2 separate regions of the Hordeum vulgare genome follow, and region 2 is linked to region 1. A link is a contact called in public Hi-C data. All regions are on one chromosome and are shown on one strand. The core of a region is the stretch at or near the end of the contact, and the rest is flanking DNA. Distances in the headings are between cores, read along the strand shown.

The links. Hi-C and Micro-C count contacts between places; a contact is called where the count stands out from the background.
Region 2: a Hi-C map of seedling shows a contact between it and region 1, with 2.8 times the contacts expected there. The contact joins the promoter of LOC123431217 here to the promoter of LOC123428381 in region 1. A contact is called at or near these places in 3 of 6 Hi-C or Micro-C datasets (leaf and seedling).

What each region holds. Positions count from the first base shown.
Region 1 is chr2H:649,430,845-649,435,334 of MorexV3_pseudomolecules_assembly, reverse strand. LOC123428381 (uracil-DNA glycosylase, mitochondrial) reads right to left here and starts at 3,079. Exons shown (of 7, transcript XM_045112579.1): 1 at 2,830-3,079; 2 at 2,518-2,738; 3 at 1,534-1,692; 4 at 497-527. The coding sequence starts at 3,064.
Region 2 is chr2H:649,692,121-649,696,966 of MorexV3_pseudomolecules_assembly, reverse strand. LOC123431217 (barwin-like) reads right to left here and starts at 2,721. Exons shown (of 1, transcript XM_045115044.1): 1 at 1,843-2,721. The coding sequence starts at 2,532. The coding sequence ends at 2,032.

The DNA.
Region 1 (4,490 bases), core at 1,830-4,329:
ATAAATTCAAATGCTAAAACTAAAAGTTGAAAAGATCAATAATTGGAGCATACAATAATCTCAAGGTCATACTTCCACACTAGCAGGAGTAAACGAGGCACTGTAAAACAAGTCCTACAATCGTATTCAGCATTAAGGCCATGGGAAGCTTTGATAAAAAATAAAGATTTTTTACCGGGCACACACATAACATAGCTGTCAGAGATTTCACAAGATACCCCTTATCCTTGCAAAGACAACTCTAGGTCTACAATGCTAAAAAGAAAAGGGTCCACAATTTGCCACCAAGCTAAAGTAAGCTAATAACATCAAACACAACAAAAAAGAAAAATACAGCTGCAACTACAAGAATACAGTGAAGTACAGCTAAATAGAACAAAAGATAACATAGTTTCTGTAATCAAAATTGAAGTGCAGAAAGTAATTTAAATCGGTATGCACGAATAAGAGCTAACGAACAACAAATGTTTCATCCTGATGAGAAAAACAGGCTTACCTGTTAGCACGGTATTGAGCATAAGAATACCCTGCAAGATAAATGTTTTTTTTCTCGAGTTAGTAAACACATCTCCAAAGAAAGTTAAAAGAAAACTTATGGTGTGCTGCTGGGAAATGAGGAAAGAGAACAAATTTGGCTATAGGCAGTAGCAGGCATTGTTTTCTACTCCTATATTAGTATATTTCTTCTCATGAAGCTACTTTGTTTCAGGTTCATCATGGCCTTGTTGCCCATTCAAGTAGATTTTAATTTTTAGAACAAAATATAGTGTATCAAGCCAATTGCTTCTCTGGTATCCTATATAGGATAAATGGTAAGAAAATGTAAAATTACTTAGTTTAGTTGATAACTGTAGTGACATGTTGGCATAGATTTGGCCAAAAATAGAATATAAATGGTAGTGAAATTACACAAAACTGTTTTTGTGGACTTCTAGAGTGAAGGCACATGATTTTGCGGACTTGGTAGATATCCGCTCTGCTAAACAGCTGCAAGACTGCATGAGTCCTTCGCAGTTGTAACATGTAAAAATATGCACATTGTTTCATGGTACATTAATACATATCGATCCTAGTATTGCAAGGGCGATTAATATTAAGGTAAACTAGAATATAAACATGTTGTTTGAGTGCATATACTATTTACTCTTGTTAAGCTTCATGGACTAGCCAACGCAACCAAAAGTCCAAACTGATGGAAAGGGCTAGACAATCCACATATATACTTCAACACCCCCTCTCACACGTGATGCGGAAAGTCAACACGTGGATAGACTCAGAGGTATGGCTCAAGAGGCCTATACGTCGACAAGGGGGGGCACCAATTTTTGGATAAATTGCGAAAGCCAGGACTTGAACTCAAGACCTTAGACTCTGATACCATGTTATGAAAGCAACTTATCTCTATTGAAGCCTCTCATACCATGTTAAGCTTCATGCACTAACCAGTGCAACCAAAAGTCCGAACTAATGGAAAGGGCTAGACAATCCAAATATACACTTCAACAAATCTAGCGTTTTATCAAACAATTTTACCTGCACAGCCCATCTTTCCAAATTCCCATGAGATGGTATAGTACACCCTACATCTTTATGCAGCTCTTTAAATATGTTTTGTAAGCTGGAAGGAATTTTGATCCCCTCTGGTACTGAAAACGACAATCCCATGGCCTGACCAGGACCATGGTATGGATCCTGAAAAGTAGACAATCTGCAACATGAGACACTAAAAACAATTGCTACCAATGAATCTACACTTTTACAATAAACAAATCAGAAACTTAGTCTGTCATCATTAGGCAGCCACCATTAGTTATTCCGTTATGTTAAAGCAGAAATAAAAAAAATAGACTGTAAACACTGAAATCAGAAACTTACTGCATGATACAGATGCATAGTAGGTTCAAAGACAAATGAAGACCATATGGTAAATACAGCAAGCAAATAAGGATCACCGACTAATAGCTGAATGAAAGGCATATATATGTCAGGCATATTTTCAGGCTACAAAGTGTTGTGGCAAATATGCCAGACACCACAATATGATCACACAAATAAAATAGCCTCAAACCAGTTATTCTGGCGTGATAATATGAAAATGCAGAACAGCAGCAACAGTTCCTGTCCCTGCATATGGCACTGCCAAATTATACTATCCATGTTTCAGTTTAATGTCATTACTCCATACAGCAGGCAGCACTGTAACTACAGATCAGTTATTCTAGCATAATATGAATATGCAGAACAGAAGCAACAATTTCCATTTCTGCATACGGCATTGTCAATTTTTTTTAACCATATTTCAATTTGATGGCCTCACTCCATACAGCAAGCAGCATTGTAACAAAAAGAAATTCCAGGCCAAAGTCAGACCAAATGGCAAAATCTTTACATAAATACGCGCTATATGATCCTCAGAATGAAGTTAAATTAGCGAAACTGTCGCGCATTTCTTCACAGTGAAGCAGCAGGTGAACAAGTACAGGATTCGTGAACTTCAGTGACTTGGTATTTGGGTACCTGGCCGATGATGACGGCTTTGACGTCGTGGAAGGGGGTGGTGTGGAGCGCGTGGAAGACGAGGTGGGGCGGCGGGTAGACGGGCACCTTGGCGTGCAGGCGCTCGTGGGCGACGAAGCGGCAGAGGTCGAGCGCGTAGGGCTTGCGCAGCTCCCCGGACAGCGCCTCCAGCCACGTCTCCTCCACGAGCAGCTCCTCCAGCTTCGCGGCGCCGCCGGCCGCTAGATGCGAAACCCCAACGGTACAGTTATTAGAACCCTAACCAGGGTCGGGAGAACGGGGGGTTTGGACTTTGGAGGGAGAGGGGGGTACCTTTGGACTCGGCGAGGCGGAGGTTGCGGCGCGCGCGGGCGAGCGCGAGGTTGGTGTCGGCCCTGCGGCGCTGCTCCGGCGAGAGCGGGGAGTGGTCGGAGGAGGGGGAGAGGGAGGCGGCGGGGACGACGACGGTGGCGGCGGCGGTGCCGGCTGCGCCGGAGCGGAGGCGCTTGGCGGGGCGGACGAAGAAGTCGGCGATGGTCTTGGGGGCGGTGGGGGGCGACGGCGCCATGGGGGTGGGGGTGGGGAACGAGCTTCGATTGGGGTTTCGGTAGGCCGCGCTGTTGCTGGGAGGGGGAGGAAATGGGCGCGCGACCGCGGGATTTTTGGGCGCTCGCCGCCGGGACCTCCTATGTGACGCTCGCTGCGTCTAACAGAAGCGATCCGCACAGGGGCGAGAGAACCCGGCCCGGCCCATTAACCTGTATCGTGTTTTCTATCTTCGTACGCATGTAAGCAAGCATGTAGTACGTCTCAAACAAAACGTCGGACTTTTTAAAAAAAAAATGCGAACACAAAACAGAAAGGTAAATGCTTGCAGCCGGAGCACCGGCCAAATCGTTCGGCCGGTCGCTCGCAGCCCGCGCGCGCTGACAAACAGCCTTGCAACATTTTTTCGCTCAGATTTACTGCAACCATGTATAAATTTAATGCAAACGTTTGTCATTTTGCTACATTTTATTCATTTAAAAAAGCTACATCCATGCTTGGTTGTAACTCGAGTTCGTTGAATTTTTGCTAGATCCGACGTTTTGACTTTTGCTACTTTTAGGCGGTGAAGAAAAAATTGAAAAATGGCGGAAAAAAAATAACTTCTCAACATTTTTAGAAACCCGGAACAAATTATGGAAATGAAATATTTTTCCAGACTTGCCAACTTTTAGGAAAATCACGAGCATTTTATGAAATTAGGTACAAAATTGATAAAACATGAACATATTTTTTATCAACTGAGCAATTTTTTAAACCCAGAATAAATTTTCGAAAAGGCAAACATATTTTCAAATGGGCAAACAATTTTTGAAAGTCACAAACATTTTTAAATTTCTAAAAAGTATTTTTTAGAAACAAACAAAGACTTTTTTTAAAATATGTACAACATTTTGAAAATGCAAACATTATTTAAAAAATTAGGAACATTATTTGAAGTTATGAACAAAACTTGAAAATGGGAAACAATTTTCAACTTCTGAATATTTCTAGAAACCGAGACAAAAAATACAAAAATGAATCATTTTCCAAACATGGAAACTTTTTATGTAAATCACGAACATTTTTATTAAATTATGAATAAAATTGAAAAAATATGAACATGCTTCGAAAATCTGAGAAAGTTTTGAGACCGGAAAAAAAGTTGGGAAAGGCAAACATTTTTTAAATAGGAAAACAATTTTTGAAAATGACTAACATTTTTTAAATTTGTAAACAAAAAATTAAAACAAAGAAAAATCATAAAAATGAAAAAGATCCGAAAATCAAGAAAATTTGAACTTGAAAAAGAAACAAAACATAAAACAAAGAAATGGAAAAAGAAACCGAATATATAAATGAAATAAAAAACAAAGAAAATAAAAAGAAAAAACAAACACAAAATAAAACCCCCAAAACGGTAAAAAAACCAAAAACGGATTTGGGAACCTTGTGGAAGGTTCCCAAAA
Region 2 (4,846 bases), core at 1,472-3,971, 260 kb before region 1:
ACAGAAAACTTGTAGTTCAAGGCCTGGTCCACTATTCAAGTTGCCTACTAGTGTGACACGAAGTTCTAGGTGGAAGTTCAACTTAAGGGTCTCCATCACAATACCAGTATATAAACACATGGGCCAGCCGAATAGCATTTTCATAATTCCTAATAAAACCAAGAGGCCCACTCACCCCATTCATGCAAAGCAAGAGGCGGAACAATAGTTTAGTCCCATGCTGCTCACTTAGTGGGAGTTGAACCTCTATATAAGGAAGGTTGTTTCCCCTACATGTATGAGCATGAGAACAAGTGAGACATATACGCGTGCTCCTCCTTCGCCGCCCGCCTCACCACACCACCCCTCGTCACGATGCATCGCGGGTGGTCGGAATGAGCCGGACCGATGTCTAAATTTTTGCCACGCATGACTCGGATGTGAAAGGTTGCGCAGGAGCTAAATATGTTTTGCTTTAGTGAGGATTGAATACGAACACTTCGTCTTCTGGTTGTTCGCTTCGTCTCTCGTCATTTCGTTATGTCTTCTGTCGCAACCTATTCATGTCCTTCTCATGTGCCTATAAATGAGAGGTCGCTCCTCTCCAGAGTGACACACCAGACCAACACCTTCCTCACGCCATCCAGTTTCAAAGCTCTGAGCTACTGCTAGGTTCTTTTCCATCCCAGCTTGCGGCGTGCACCGTAGTTTGAGATAGTAGGCCTACGAAACCCCACCTCTTTGAGTCATGTACGGGAGAAGGGTGATATGGTGTCTGAGGAGCGCTTCACGCGACTCCTGACCTCTTCATCACAGACGCCACGAACGTCGACAACTACTTCCTCAACGACAACTTCTTCCGTGACGTTGTAACCTCTTCGATGACATGGGCGACAACAACGTGAACGCCAACACCAACGCTAATGCTACTGCCGATGCTCAGTATGTGTTCGTGTCTTTTCTGTTCGAGATCCTACTAGAGTTTTTTGGTCTAGTATCTGTTCTAACACACATGTTCAGATGATATTTGCCTACCTAGTCTTGCCTCTGTTATTTTGGCCTACTTTCCTCAAGTTTGCATGACTTTTCTTGTCTTTGTTACAATGATCACGGTTTATCCACTGTTACATTTCTCTTAAAACATTCGGTAAATTGCTCATATTTCCAACACACTATAACTACTTATTCTTTTTTAGATGACTGGTACTTATCTTTGATCTTGATATATGCTTTTAATCGCTCGTATATATTAAAAGAACATATCAGGTTGTGAACCAATCCTGTGTTTGGATGGTTAAAAGGATAGTGGCATTCTCAGTCCAGCAGATTTCAAGCCTTAATTAACCTTGACATTGATGCTTTCATTTTTTTGAATTTACTTCAGTCTTTCTGATAATGTGTATTCAATAAGAGTAGACATCTCTATCGAGTATCGATTACGAAAAAGCCTGTGAAAACTTCCTCAATCCCGTCGACTACTGAAATAATCTGGATCTCTCTCGCAGTGCAGCAACAATGGTTAGCCAGTACGCAACGAGACGGCTCCTATTTCAGCAACGAGCTCCCGAGCCAATACGCAAAGAACAACACGCGCCACCAACAGCACTTAGGTACACGTTCATCATCAGTCATCACGGTGAAACAATGTACACAAAGACCCAGTCAACAGCAGGTCACGTCGATCGGGTGCCTCGTCACTATCGCCATTGCCACACCCACACGGATTGATACATGCGCTCTCCAAAGGGCCCGCCGTCTTTATTGAAGAACGCCGCTGCCAACCAAGCTGGCAGCCGGACTGACCTGAGGCTCATACAACTCCCAAACTTTAGGATTGTTTCAGCTGCTACTTCACGCACTTGATTTCTGCCAACTTCTGGAATTTATTCCACTTCCCGGCCGTCGTTACAATCATAAGATCCATACATGAAATTTATTACACTTCCCGTTTGATTTATTCCACTTTCGTGCCATGCATGCGTACATGTGTTGCGTACAGCGCAACAATGCAGCATCTGATCATCATGCATGTGTTACTATTATAGATTTGAATTACTCAACGGCATGAGTGCTGGCTGGTAGCGTCTCGTTCTTTCCATGGAACTCGACGTGGTTGTCGCCGCAGTTGACGAACTCGTAGTTGACGATGAGGTGGCCCCTCTGGTACCCCATGCCGTCGGTGTCGATCTTGACGAACACGGTGTCCCAGTCGAGGTCCAGCCCACCGTTGGCGCACTGGTCCACGATCCTCGCCGTGATCTGCGCCCCCGTCCCCGTGTTGGTCACCCGGATGCACCTCCCGCACGACGCCTGGCCGCGTGGGCCGGCGGGGCCGCAGAACGCCGTCCAGCCGTACTTGGACCGCCATGACAACGGCTTGCCGGCGTCCCAGGTGGAGCAGTAGGCGCTCACGGCGGGGGCGCCCAGATCCCAGTTGTTCTGAGCCGGGCGGTAGAAGTGGTAGGTCGCGCGGACGTTGCTCGCCTGCTGCGCCGCCGCGGCCGCGGCTCCGGCGCACAGGAGCGCCGCCACCAGCGCGAGGCGTGCGGCCATCGTCGTCGACGTAGCAGAGGAGGATGATCGTTCCAGAGAGGAGTAGCTAGCAGCTGCTGACACTGCAATGGGAATCGCTCTTGGCCGCCACCATTATTATATAGAGGTGGAATGGAACGCTGCGCATCAGATGAGATGCTCGTGGATAATTGGTACGGTGATGGTAGACTTTTCTTCTCTTCACAGCTTCTATGAAATTTCCACAAACTATATATAAATCAATTGCATGAACAGCTCACAAGGAAGTAGATATGCCTTTAAGAGCTGCAGCATACGTGTCCTGCTACCTAGCTGAACATAGGAAAAATGTTGCAGCTGTGGGTGGCTGCCTATGTAATCATGTCAGCATGTCACATTCCACAAATTTGTGCCGCTGCAATTGCGACCACGTATGCGAACTCTTGAAGAAAGATATAATAATTTAGCGTGAAATTGGAAATTTTAGGTAGGGTAGCTCCATTTATTGTCATGAAAAGGAGTTGTCGTCAATTTATTTCAGACATTAACAACACAAAGTGTCTAGAACAAGTCCATAGATAAACCGTAAAATGTAAACGCTGGAGTCACATCTCCATAATTTTACTAAAATATACCACAACATCTGGGCTACGTTACTTATACATACACATGTCACAACCATGGAATTTCCATAACCACATCTAAATAGAGCACACCCATGGATCTTTGTGACTAAACTTACATAGATTTTAAGCGATTAGATGTGTTTTATTAAAGAGAATATGTACTAATATCAAGAGATAGGCGGTTAAATATTACTTCGAAATTGCAATGGTAGAATGACCTATGTGGAAGCAATTTGTCAACAGTTGCATTGAGATCAAGGTCATTAGGGAATCATAGGTGAAATCAGGCATTGTTTCTTGCTTTCTAGATTACCCAAATAGTGGCTGCTATACTCACATACTTCTTACTTCCATTCAAAGGGAAGTGTGTTTAATAATAGTAAAAAAAGTCAATCATCACATAAATGTGATAAAAACAGGTACATAAAGGGAATTCAGTGGACATTGAACAACACTCAATACAAACGTGCAATTGGGCACGAGAAGAGAGATGATCAATGGATTTATCGACATCACGGAGAAGATATTTCTTATCCCCCAAACCCATGCGATATGAAGCTGAATATCTCAGGTCAAAATTCTCCTTTGAAGCACCAATGAGTACAAGATCTTAATTTTGTATGGTAGATTCAACTTCCCTAACAACTTTTACAACTTTTAGGCTATATTGTGTTTCTTCTTATTTACAACAAACATCCCATTGTTCACCCGATGGGGTATGGGGATAAATCATTGATTCATTGGGAACGTGATTTGCCTCATTCCTGCAAGCACTTCCTTGCAATGATTTCGGGTGGTTTTGGATGGCTCTCACTTGCAACCTATTTGTGATGGTATATTGTAATTGTATACTGCACTATGTCGCCATGGCATCTCGCTTACTTATCTAATTCTTCTTTGGGCTACAGTTAAATACGCTAGAACACCTAAAAATGCCCTTTGTTTTAGAGGTTAGCATGCGGCAGTTATATCCTAAGATTGAGAAGAAAAGGGAGGGAATGTTCTCCATTGGCATCGGCCTTCTAAATATACTGGTATGCTTGGGCCTTGACCGGCATAACCGTGTGGAATCAACCCGGTTAGTACGCTTCGGCCTTTTTGCATGGTTCGGTAAAAAAAATTTAGGGGATGCAAATCATGAATGATATGTCTCACTTATAGCGAGAATAGCATCCGTCCCGCCGAAGCTTTCGTGCACGCCGCGTGTGTGTGCCGGCCCCATACCATGTTACTCATTTGTTGGTTTGTCGGTCGTTTGCTCATGTGTTCATCCATATCTTTTCATATATTTTTCATTCTTTGTTTCCTTTTTTTTAGTTTTCGTATTTCTTCTCAAAGTTTCATTGGTTTTCTTATTTTCGTTGCCATACTTTGTTTTTGTGTTTCTTTTTGTTTCTTTCATGGTTTTCATCAGTTTTTCCTTCTTTCACACTGTCCTTCTTTTCTTTCTTTGATTTTTGTTTATTTCTTGGCTTCCATAGTTTTTTTATTTATTTATCAGTTTTCATTGTTCTGCATTCTTTTTGCACTTGTTTCTTTTTGTTTTCTTTTTCATTCAACTTTTACTTCTATACCTTTGTTTCATCTTTGGTTTTCATATTCTTTTGTTATTCATTCTGCAATTTTCGTATGCGTCAAGAACATTTTTCTAATACATGTTCATAATTTTATAAAAAAATGAAATTTTTAGTGCATGCTGTATATAAATTTTCAACATGTTCCAATTGCTT